Linked DNA regions of Sus scrofa: region 1 is linked to region 2. A link is a contact called in public Hi-C data. All regions are on one chromosome and are shown on one strand. Each heading gives the region's core, a stretch centred on a gene start, on an enhancer-like site or on the middle of the called end of the contact. The rest is flanking DNA. Distances are from core to core; before and after follow the strand shown.

What was found. A called contact is a pair of places that touch in the nucleus more often than the background predicts.
Region 1: a contact with region 2 is called in a Hi-C map of skeletal muscle, with 5 times the contacts expected there. The contact joins the promoter of ANKRD17 here to the promoter of LOC100520317 in region 2. A contact is called at or near these places in 2 of 5 promoter capture datasets (fetal liver and liver), 20 of 47 Hi-C or Micro-C datasets (alveolar macrophages, blood, embryonic fibroblasts and 8 more) and 2 of 2 datasets of contacts at active chromatin or transcription factors (alveolar macrophages and skeletal muscle).

What each region holds. Positions count from the first base shown.
Region 1 is chr8:69,526,558-69,532,930 of Sscrofa11.1, reverse strand. It overlaps ANKRD17 (ankyrin repeat domain 17), which reads left to right and starts at 1,645. Exons shown (of 35, transcript NM_001201383.2): 1 at 1,645-1,764; 2 at 1,766-1,782; 3 at 1,785-2,076. The coding sequence starts at 1,645. It overlaps LOC110261978 (a long non-coding RNA gene), which reads right to left and starts at 1,396. Exons shown (of 3, transcript XR_002346393.1): 1 at 1,097-1,396.
Region 2 is chr8:69,351,081-69,357,196 of Sscrofa11.1, reverse strand. LOC100520317 (mitochondrial inner membrane protein COX18) reads left to right here and starts at 2,228. Exons shown (of 10, transcript XR_002346392.1): 1 at 2,228-2,728; 2 at 3,326-3,426.

The DNA of each region.
Region 1 (6,373 bases), core at 396-2,895, 180 kb before region 2:
TAAGCTACACAGTGTAGTCTACTGTTCTGCACAGGAACTTAGCTACCATTTCTTAGGAGAGAAACAGGGAGATGGTTAGCACTTTGGGCATATATTTACTATAGCACTCACACTTTACACTATTAAGCCCCTGTAAGTAGACTTAGACTTTATTAACTATGCACACAGTAGGCACATGAATTTTCACTTGAATGAATTGATTCAATCATTGCCAATAGTACTCTGTAGAGTACTGGCAACTGCCCACATTTCATATGGTATGCCAGTGCTAAAAAGAAAAAAAAGCTAAAAAAAATTCAGGCACATTCAGCTAAACTTAGCAGTCTTAAAATGGCAACTATGTCAGCTGAGACATACTTTTTATCTTGCGCCAGTACATCTGCCTTTGATGTTTCCTTCATTTTCCTTATGCCACTGTGTTCATATTGAACCAGAAAGGGCTAATTCTGAGTTCAATAAGCTACGCTATTATTTCAAAAGTCCTGAAAGTTCTTCAGACACCTACAAATGAACCCACAACCCTTATCACGATATTCCTTCCAAGAGATTCACAGACAAGGATGATTACTTATGATGCTCACTGCAGAGATAAAAGCCAAGTCGGTGAGAGGTGGAAGGACTAAATCGGGGTCATTCACTGACTCGTCTGCAAAGTATGGCACAGATCCTGCTTCCTTCTCCTGTCTTCTCCCCTTTAGCAACTTGGAGTTGTAGTGATCTCAGACATCACCTATTTGAACTCCTTTATGTCACACAAGTGTAAACCTCAGATTGAGGGAATCTATAACCAGAGACTTAAACTTAGGCAGAGGGACCTCTTTCCTTTACACGACGCCATCGCTCTAGATCCAAAGCCCTAACTCACCATTTGGAGGTGGAAAAAATGGCCAGGAACGAAACTACGTACAACCGTCCAGAACCAGGCCCCACCTCCCGGATCTGGCGGTCGGGGCCTCCAGCTAACAAAGCCTCGGGCCCGCACTTCTGTGCCGGGTTCCCCCCCGACCCGGCCGCTCCCTCCAGCCCGCCCGCCCGCCACAGGCACCGCAGCACTGCCCGCCCGCAGAGGCCCGGGACCCGGCCCTCGAAATCTCACTTTCGTCTTTCGGCCACCCGCGCGCCACCGCTCAGGCGACGGCTGATGGCGTCACCTGTACTTCCGCCTGCGGCTGCGTTCTAGTCACCAGCGAGGAAGGAAGAAGGGAGGTCTGAAGGGCTGTGTGTGGGGGAAATTGCGAGGAAAGAGAAGAAATCCGGGTGCTCGCGGGCGCTACGGCAGTGGCTGCGGCCTTCTCTGCCCCGCCGTCCCCCCATCGGAAGCCGCCCTAGGCACACTCGCCCCGACTCCGGGTGGTCTCCCCTGCGCTGGATCGCCCGATACCCTGGTCTCCCTCTTCGCCTCTTCACCCCCCCCCCTTGCTCCTCACGCTCCCTCCCTCCCATCGTCAGGCTCCCCGCCCTTAGTATCGCGAGACGAGGTGAGAGCTGGCGGAGCGGCGGCGGCGGCGGCGGCAGTAGAGGTGACCGAGGCGGTGGCGGCGGAGGCGGCCCCGAGCGCTGTGTTGGCCCTGGTGCGGCCGAAGTCGCGGTAGAGCGTAGCCCCCACGCCCCTCCCCCGTCCGCGCCCTCCCTCTTTCCCAGGAGATGGAGAAGGCGACGGTTCCGGTGGCGGCGGCGGCGACGGCGGCTGAGGGAGAAGGGAGCCCCCCGGCGGTGGCGGCAGTGGCGGGCCCCCCCGCGGCGGCGGCGGCGGCGGAGGTCGGCAGCGGCGGCGGCGGCGGCGGCGGCGGCGGCGGCGGCGGCAGCAGCGGGGCTCGCTCGGCCTCGTCTCCTCGTGGGATGGTGCGAGTCTGCGACCTGCTCCTGAAGAAGAAGCCGCCGCCGCAGCAGCAGCACCACAAGGCCAAGCGTAACCGGACTTGCCGACCCCCCAGCAGTAGCGAGAGCAGCAGCGACAGCGACAACAGCGGCGGCGGTGGAGGCGGCGGCGGCGGAGGAGGTGGCGGCGGCGGCACCAGCAGCAACAACAGCGAGGAAGAAGAGGACGACGACGACGAGGAAGAGGAGGTTTCTGAGGCAAGGGCCTGGTTTCAAAGGCAGAAGGGAGGAAGGGAGTGTAAAGGGTCGGGGCCAAAGGTGGGAGGGGACTTGCGGTGGGACAGATTCCTGTGGGCTTGATCTGTCTCCGGGGCCAGGCTTTCCCCTGCCCTCTTTCTTTCCCCGGCCGAAATCGTGAGGTGTGGGCATGTGGGGGAGGGTAGCTGACACGTGGGGGTGGGAGGACCACAGCGGCCCCGGAGTGGATGAACAGCACATTACCCTGGGATGGTTCACACGGTTAAGGATGGAGGGAATTGGTTAGATTCCTTATTTGCACACCCGGCGGGGTCGGTCTCAGGCCAGTAGGGCCAAGTTACTCCAGGGGCGGGGGCGGGACTGGGACCCAAGCGGGGAGGGCTAAGTTAATAGGCAGAGGAGTCTTTGGGGGACCGACTAGGATGCCGGCAAATTTCTCCCACTTGGGAGGCGGAGAGGAGCAGTTTCGGGAGAGGCAAGGTTGTAATGGACTCAGAGCTAAGTATTTGTGTCTGTGAGAGACACGTGAGGAGGAGCTGTACTTTTCCATACTGTTCTGCTGCAGGTTTTTTGTTTTGTTTTTTTCCCCGAACTATTGTAAGTGCTGAGCTAACCTTCACTTCCTTGATCTCAAGGATTTTAGATGAACTGATCTTAACATTCATATACATTTATGTGTAACTCAGTGGATGAAAAATATATTTGATCCTTACATGTACATACTCATACATTTGCAAATATTTCCTTCCTGTTGCTTCCCACATAATATGGGGCAGCTAAAGAGTCTGCTTTGGAGCCAGGCATGGTTGTGGTGAATTGGAATAGGAAGGCCTCTTGGTTTGTCCTAGTGATCTGGTTTCATAATAACTGTTTATAATTTTTCCTGGGTCCACAGACAGGCGGCGTTGCAGGACCTATTCTTCAAAGAAGGCCTTTTAACCAAAAACTCACTAAAACATACCATAGTGAGAACAGACTAAGAGTTATCAGCTCTTTTGTAACTCTTGTCCACTCCCTGAAATGGAAGCTAGAGAATCTTGGTCTGAAGAAAGAAGTTGTAACTTCAGGCAGCAGAAGAAAAACACCTTTAGAAGCTGATTATAAATTTAGTTGTAAGAGGGAATAACTGAATTATCTAGAAGGGCCGCCTGCTATTTTTTCTTGTCCACAAACACAGCCTATTTTGGTACAAGGCTGTTTTTTTTTTTTTTTTTTTTTTTTTTTTTTCCCGAAAATTGCATTATTGGATCTTGGGTTCTGTTCAAATAGGAAAATACCTTTTAAAGAGTTTGAGACTTGTCTATTATTTAAAGACCAGATTCTCTTTTACCTCAGACTGGGTGAAGTTATATCAGTAGAGATGTAATAGTTCAAGTATGTATACCAAAAAGATGGCCACTCCCTGCTAACTGAATTCTGAGGCTACCTTTGTATTGATAGACTTTGTATTGACCTAGGATAGTGTGTCGCTTCTGCTACACTTTAAACAGTAAAGAGAGGGATGTGACAGGATCCTTATTTCTTAGTAAAATCTATTATGGTAGTTAGAATCTTCCAATTGTATTATTTTTTTGGAGATGAGAAACGTTTTGGAGGTAATCTCATTCAACCTTTTTATGTTAGAAATGAGGAAACAGGGTTTTTTTTTTTTGTTTTAGAGGAAACTGGTGGGTAGCAGTAAAAGTAGAAATCAAAGTTTTCTAATGATTCAAACCAGTATATGTTTTATGACTATTTCTTGTGCTCCTCTCTTTTCCTCTTTCAAAAAATAGGCAGTGAATTGCAAGGTAACACAATAATGCAGCTGTGGCAACATACCAATATTTTATTAAGATTTTAAATTCTCTTGACAAAATATCAAGCTCTGGTTTGGAACTCTTAGCAGGTTGAATGCAGTGCAGTACTAATTGAAATATTATGCTGTAAACTTCACATACCTAGATAGTTATCTCCATTGGAATTTGGACTAATAAGCAAAACTTCTAATAATTCCTTAAATCATTTAGAATAGGCTTAAACTTGTAGGTGTGTTAGTGAGTCAGGTTTGTTTTCCTTGGGAGATAGGAATGATATATGGTAACTGATCAACTAGGATGATGTTTTCTTTGTTTTTAATATGCTTTATTCTGCCTTCTGCACAGTGGTTTAAACAATGGCTTTGCCATTTGTTATGGAGATGAGTCAGGAGAAATAAATGTAAGAAAGTACAACCATTAAAAATAAATCTATACTGGTACATGATTAAGACTAAGCAGACAGGAGTACAATATGTCTATGCACCTGCCTCCATCTTGACCAAAACAGAGAAATAAATAAACCTTGAGATTATCATTCCAATAAACATCATCAAAAGGTTACAAAAGAACAAGAAAGGTTATAGTTTTTGGGTATTTAACCTGAGAAGGTTGAGGATAATTAAAAATATATGTTTGCTGTGATGAAATGTTAGTTGGATGTTTTGTATATCTGCTGAAAGAGGGACCGTTGGAAGGAAAAGAGATTTATATAAGAGTTTTATTTGAGTGTTCAAGATGAAGAATTTAATTTTTACTAAGTGTTAGTGTACGTTATTGAGAATTGGATTTTCTCTTTAGTATTTCAGAATAGGATAATTGTGTTTTAGACAATTTGTATAACTTCAGATATACCTGTAAGTAAAAGTATAAGACCAAGAGCTCTCCTCTTCCTTCTCCCACCTTCTGGATTTGATGTAAAAGCCTTAGGTCAAAAGTTGAAAATTGCATAACTTTCTGGGCTTTCAGTGGGTGACTGACTAATACGGAAAATAGAAATGTATTTCCTAACATAAAAGTTCTGATGCACTTCTTTTCTGATTAGTGAACTAAATTAATTAGTTTACTCGAATATTATAAGAAAAAAATGTTGAAATTGCTAGAGTTGATATTCCATTTCAGAAATAACATTGCATTCTATTGAATCTATTTTTAAATGTATTTGAATGGCATCAGTGCTTGCTAATGTAGAATTCAGAGGTTGAGGGGAGCTGCTGTTAAAGGTAGAACTCATGTTCAAAAGTAACATTTTTGTTAAAGATGCATAAAATGTTAGTGCAGTAGGGGTTCATCAGAATTCATCTTATTTGGTAGGTATCTTGAGGTTTTAAATTTAAGAGACAGAAATTTTAGACATGGGGAACCAGTAAATAAATTAGTACTTACTTATTCACTCACTTTTGAAAGGATTTGCAAGGCTAGGATTTTCATGTATAAAAGCAAACATGAAAGAGGTAGGGTTGAGAAAGAACAGTTCAGAAGTAGATTGTGGCGATAGTTCGCTTCCAAATCTTTTTTTGTTAGTTTTTTAATAGAAAAATACTAAGTTCCTCTGTTATAGTGGTAGAATCCCACATTAGCCCAGAGTAGCTTATTTGTTCCCCAGTTGCTCTTCTTAATTGATCAAGTAATAATATTTGTAAACAAGATGTTAAGATCTTTGAAGCAATTGTTTTGTCTTAATTATCTTCTTTCCTATTCTGCTTAAGCACAGTATTTGATAAAACCTTTTGCAGTGAACACCTGGTAACTAGGGAGGATCTAGAATTCACTCAGGAAACCAAAAGAAGGAACATAGTTTCTTCCCTTCTTGGATCTGAGGTGCTGCAGAATAGCTGAAATTTGGATTTCAATATGTTGCGATTATTTAATTACTTCTCTTAGTGATGGTAATCTCTCATAGGTATTGGGAGAAAGCAATTTAAGCCAATAGACATTGATTGTTGAATTTCTGATAAGTACCTTAATCCTCCTGGATATATTTACATTTTAAAAACATAATAAAACTTGCATATTCAGTGCTTAATGTGCCTAACATAATGGTTAAGAGCAGGAATGGAGCTTGGATTCAGTTCCTTGATCACTCACAAGCTGTTGTGATCCCAGGCAAGTTGCATAACCTCTCTTCAGTTTCCTCATATGCAAACGGTGATAATGGTAGATTCTGTCTTACAGCATTGTGAAGAAAATTAAGTGAGTTAATACAGTTTTCATGTATTCCCATTTTTACCATATTACCACAGTGTCATTGGATTTATTTCATTATTCATAATTGTTTGGAGTTTCTAGTGCATAGTAAGAATTTTGCTGTACTGAGTGAGCAAAACTATTTTAAGACACATTGATTTTAAAATGCACCAATGATTAAATATGTTTTAGGAAGTATGAGAGTAAAAGTAAATGGTTAAATGTACATCCTGCATAAAGTGCATGAGAAGTATGCAGGTGTTGGGAGGGAAGATTCATACTCATTTTAAAGGCAAATATTTTTTAAGGGCAGATAT
Region 2 (6,116 bases), core at 979-3,478:
GACCTTTTTAAAAATGTTTAATTTGGAGTTCACATTGTGGCTTAACAGTAACAAACCCAAATATTATCCATGAGGATGCTGGTTTGATCCCTGCCCTCACTCAGTGGGTTAAGTATCTGGTGTTGCCGTGAGCTGCAGTATAGGTTGCAGACACAGCTCGGATCCTGCATTGCTGTGGCTGTAACATGGGCTGGCAGCTGCAGCTCTGATTTGACCCCTAGGCTGGGAACTTCCATATGCCTCAGGTGTGGCCCTAAAAAAAGCAAAAAAAAAAAAAACCCTAATATGTCCATCTACAAAGTATTAGGACTGCTGTAACTTCAGTTGGTTGGTTTGCCCAGTATCTGTATAGTGATTTTGTACTCTATTCTGCTAAAGATATAATGTATCACAGTGTTTGTAACCGGTGTGTGTGTGTGTGTATGAGTGCTAACACTTTACTTTTGCATTGGGCTTTGTAATTGACAGATATATCTCCCAACATTCTCTACCAAGTTGGTAGCAAGTTCTGATCATCATCCCCATTGTCAAAAAAAAAAAAAAAAAAAATGTTTTTTTGGTCTAGCTCAGGGCTTTTGGAAGTTCCCGGGCCAGGGATTGAACCCATATTACAGCTGTAATGAGAACCATAACAATGATAACTGAAAGATCCTTAACCTGCTGAATCACAATGGAACACCATTATCCAAGTTTTAAAATGTATGTTTACATATATGAAATTAGCATAAACTTGAATCAGATCACAACATTCAAACTTAAAACAATGGAATATTTTAAAGTTAGAGTATGTCGCGCCTGTTGTGGCTCACCAGGTTAAGAACTGACTAGTATCCATGAGGTTGTGGATTTTATCTTTGGCTTTGCTTAGTGGGTTAAGGATCCACCATTGCCGTGAACTGTGGGTTGGATCTGGCGTTGCTGTAGCTGTGGTGTAGGGTGGCAGCTGCAGTTCTGATTCAACTCCCTAGCTCCAGGAACTTCCATATGCTGTGCATGCAAGCCTAAACTTAAATAAAAAATCCCTTTCCAGTTTAAATCAGTAGTCAGTAGCAACCAGTTGTGGGTTTTTTTTTTTTGTTTGTTTGTTTTGTTTTATTATTTTTACCTTGAGGGGATAGGGATATAGATAAATAGGCTTTTACTTTTAAAGGGGAAATTCTATATATAGCATATATTGGGATGTGTGTTAACATTTAAAAATTCACGAACAGATTTATCAGTCGTTTTGAAGCAAAATGATCCAGAATTCAGAGGAAAGTATCTGGTACTCTTGGGTAGGTGTACAACAAAGCAGCTACAGTCAGACACTACCCTAGCCTTTGTCAGAACCTTACTTTTAATCAATATTTCATTCCTCCCAGCACAATTTGGCTTCTAGGTCTAGGGAGGGACCTTCTTTGAGGAAACTCCTTCATGTCATTCCAGGGTGTTTCCTTTTGCCAGGAACACAAAATTAAACACTAGTCCATGTACATTTAACCTGTCCCTTTTAACCAGAAGACAACAAATGTTGCTGTTCAGGCTCTTGCAAGCTTATACAGTCCATAGAATATATGTTGAGCCCCAGTAAAGAATTCACCGTGCTACGAGTGATAATTCCTCTACCTCAAGAGAGAGTACTTTATCCTTAATATAAAAAGTTTGTTGCTCTTTATAATGAAAGATAAAACAAGTTGGAAAGAAACAAAAAATCCCCACTGATGTTGGGCCTAAAAATGCGTATTAAAACAGTTGAGCCAATTAAATATACTACCGACTAAACTGCCTAGTGCATAAAGGTTACTGATTAAAACTCTGGGTGGGTCAAACACTTGCCTCTCTCCAAACTGACATTTCAGCAAGGTGTTGACACCTGGTAGTATAATCTACTTTGATCTCTGGCAGAATCAATCGTGGAGCAGATAAAGAGGTGGGGGGCATCTTCTGATCGCAAAAAAAAAAAAACAAACAAAAAATACCCGTAAAGCTAGCTTGAGTAGCTTAAGCGAAAAAGAATGTTAAAGCATCGGCCAAAGACTGACTTTACTAGGAGAGCACTTCCTTAGAGAACTCCCCGCCCGACTCAGGATCGCTTGCTCCGCCCCCTGCAAATCCGGTCCAGCTTCAGAGGAGCTCCTGGCCAAGCCGCGCGAAAGTTTCGTACGTGCGCAGTAGGCCCGCTCAGTGCCGCGTGGGAAAGGCGGGACTTCCCTACCTCGAGCGTCATCTCCAGTGCGACGCTAGACGTCACTGGCTTGATTGGGAAGGGCAATTGTGGCTGCCGGCAGGCTCACGCCCACTTTACACCCCGCGTCGCCGGCGCAGGCGCATAGTGGCCTCGGCGCAGTGGGGTTCGCGGCTCCTGCCTGAGGCCGTGGTTTCGAGCTCAGTCCGCTGCGGGGAGGAGATGCTGTCTCGACTCAGCGTTAGGTGGTTGCGGCCACTGCCTGCCCTGCCGCTGGGGCCCCTGAGTGTCCGGCTCGCGCCGGTCCCAACGGACAGCGCCAAGCGCTCCGCTTTGCCAGTGTGGGCGGTGGCGCCGGTCTCTGCAGTTGGTCCGGGCGGTGCCGGTGGCTGGTACGAGGCCTTGGCTACGTCGGCTCCGGTGCAAGGCGCCGAGGACGTGCTGCTTAATGTGCACTCTGCCACGGGCCTGCCCTGGTGGGGCAGCATTCTCCTCACCACCGTGGCCCTGCGCGGCGCCATCACGCTGCCCCTGGCCGCCTACCAGCACTACATCCTAGCCAAGGTGAGGGGCGCGAACCGCGCGTGGACCCTGCGTATCTGCTTCCGTGGTGAGCAGTGGTTGAGGTCTGCATGAAGCTCAAGATCCCCAGATACTTCCGGAGCGCTTAGTGTTCATCATCAGCACCAGTAAAGCAGCGAGCTTCTTCACAAAGAAGAATCAATGTTGGACAGAAATAAATGCAACATTTTTGTGGCTCTGTGACTGCCGCAGAGCTTTTTAAAGACTCTTAATTAGTAGACTTTTGTTTCCTCAGTTTACATTACTGGGAAATCCTGGAATTGAAACAAAGTGCAGGGTGCAGTTCTCGTTTAATCCTTACAATAACCTGTGAAGTAGGTGCTGTTACATATTTTATGTTTGAGGGAACAGGACTTGAGGGTTATATAATTTGCCCTAGATCCACAGGTAAGTGTACAAGCTGGAAATTGAATTTGGTTGCAGCTGAGGATATCTTAAAACAAATTAACATCTTAAAGTTTCTTGACATGACCAGTAAACCACATTTTTAAATGAGCCGAGGGAATAGAACCATTAGGAATGGTTGTGAATAAAGATCCTTTATGTGCTTATAACAAAGTCTACTTTTTCTTTAGCTAGGTGGAAAATTTGCAGCCAGAAATAAAAAACATTTCAAGACATCTTAACCAAGAAGTTGCAGTTCGTGCACATCAGTTGGGATGGTCCAAAAGAGCTGCCAGGTAAACTAATTATATGCCTATAAGACCATGAATAAATAAATAAATAAATAAAACGTAATATTTATTATAGGTATGGGTATTCTGTAGGTTTAGCAACAAAGTAGTTCTTTTTACTCTAATATTTTAATAAGTTTATGATAATTTTATATGCTGCACTGAAAGCAAAGAAATGAAAAAACAAGAGAATTTCTTGTTCTTACAGGACTCCAGGCTACGGAAAAAGAAAGATGTGTAATCAAATAATGACTGAATTAAGTATAAAAGATTATGTAGAAGCAGTTGGGTCGTCATGGAAAGTCAGGGAAGGCTTCACAGAATGAAAATACTGTGCCAGTCTTTTGGGATTTTATTCAACAAAGGATTCAGATTATTTACAGACTTGACATTTTTGACAAGATACAGCAGGCAGCGACTCAAAGCTATGGAGAGGTAGAAAATATGAATGCCATGGTGAGAGCAACTGGGTAGGTTAAGGCTGTCATTCCTTTGTGGTTCCCCATGTAGTTGTCTCCCCGAGTTCTTAGAAAGACATTGCCCAGGGGTACCTGACTATCCTGCAATTATTCAGTAGGCACTTACAGTCCTTCTCCTTCAATCAGCCTAAGCTATTTCTGCTTAGTTTCCAAATTCTGATTCTTACTAGACTGTCAGAGTGTTTACTAGTTCACAGCAATGAGAACAATAAGGATTTTAGTATGAAAATATGAATATGTGTTTGTATATATGGTTATTCATACATTTTTATCTATATAGGTGTAAGTTTGCCACCTGTCTTCAACATGAAATTGTTTCTCTCTTTATATAGTGCTTAAAAAGCCTGACATTTAGGAGTTCCTCTTGTGGCACAGTGGAAATGAATCTGACTAGTATCCGTGAGGATACAGTTTCGATCCCTGGCCTTGCTCAGTGGGTTAAGCGTCCAGCGTTGTCATGAGCTGTGGTGTAGGTCGAAGACTCACCTTGGATCCCAGGTTGCTGTGGCTGTGGTGTAGGATGGCAGCTGAGCTCTGATTTGACCCCTAGCCTAGGAACCTCCATGTGCCACATGTGCAGCCCTAAAAAGTAAAAAAAAAAGGGGGGGGGCTGACATGTACAAAAAAAGTCATTCTGCAGTTCCTGTTTTGGCTCAGTGGTAACGAACCTGACTAGTATAAATGAGGACGTGGGTTTGATCCCTGGCCTAGATCTTACTAGTAGCAGCTCACCTGGGTTGTAAATGCAGCCTCGACAAGACTGTGGCACCTTGCTTAAACAGCACTGGCAGGATAATTGTCCACAAACATCCTTACACAGATGAGTGGCTTTCTAGGAAGATACTTGTGAAGGTTTCCTGCATTTTCAATGGAACTAGGCGGGTTTTGTGTGTGTGTGTGTGTCTTTTTAGTGCCATACCCATGGCATATGGAGGTTCCCAGACTAGGAGTCAAGGAGCTGCAGCTGCCAGTCTCCACCATAGCAGCACCAGATCCGAGTTGAATGACAAAGACCTACCATATACGGAACTAAGTCTACTTAATACTCTCTAATAACATATATGGGAAAAGAATCTGAAAAATAATGGATATGGGTATATGTATAAATGAATCACTTTTCCATACACCTGAAACTAACACAACATTAAAAATAAGTTATACTCCAATATAAAATAAAAATTAGGAGTTCCCATTGTGACTCAGTGAAAACAAATCCAACTAGTATGTATGAGGATTTGGGTTCAATCCCTAGCCTCAAGCAGTGGGTCAGGGATCTGGCTTTGCTGTTAGCTGTGGTGTAGGTTGAAGACGAGGCTCCAATCCTGCCTTGCTGTGACTGTGCTATAGGCCAGCAGCTGTAGCTTCAATTTGATCCCTAGCCTGGGAACCTCCATATGCCGCAAGTGCAGCGTAAAAAGAAAAAAAGATTGAGGGGGACAAAAAAAGAATGGAGACTTTTTTGACAGACCAAGAGCATACACAGTACAAAACTGCACTGCCCCAAAAGGTATGTACAGGGATCAAGTCATTGAGCTTGGCTGCTTTGGAGAGATTTGAGTCAAACGTGGTTTCACCTCTAGTATTTCTTTCTTTTTTTTTTTTTTTTTTTAATTGGGTTGTCTTTTTTTTTTTTTTTTTTTTGCTATTTCTTTGGGCCACTCCCGCGGCATATGGAGGTTCCCAGGCTAGGGGTCCAATCGGAGCTGTAGCCACTGGCCTACGCCAGAGCCACAGCAACGCGGGATCCGAGCCGCGTCTGCAACCTACACCACAGCTCACGGCAACGCCGGATTGTTAACCCACTGAGCAAGGCCAGGGACCGAACCCGCAACCTCATGGTTCTTAGTCGGATTCGTTAACCACTGCGCCACGACGGGAACTCCCAGGAACTCCTAGTATTTCTGACTTAAGTTGTGATCACACCGTGTCAGTAGGGAAGTTTCCCTTTCTAGCCTAGTTTGCTAAAATCCACCGGAAATAAAACCTGTAGTCTGACGATGTCAGATTTATCAAATTGTTACATAATTTGCATACATCATGAAAGAACTTTGAGTGAAGAGCTTTATTTGCCTTTTATTTAAGCAGTCCCTCCACTAATACAGCTTATGACAGCCAAAATCCTGCACAAGTCCTTTATTTTTATTTTTTATTTTTATTTTTTGTCTCTTGTCTTTTTAGGGCCATACCTGTGGCATATGGAGGTTTCCAGGCTAGAGG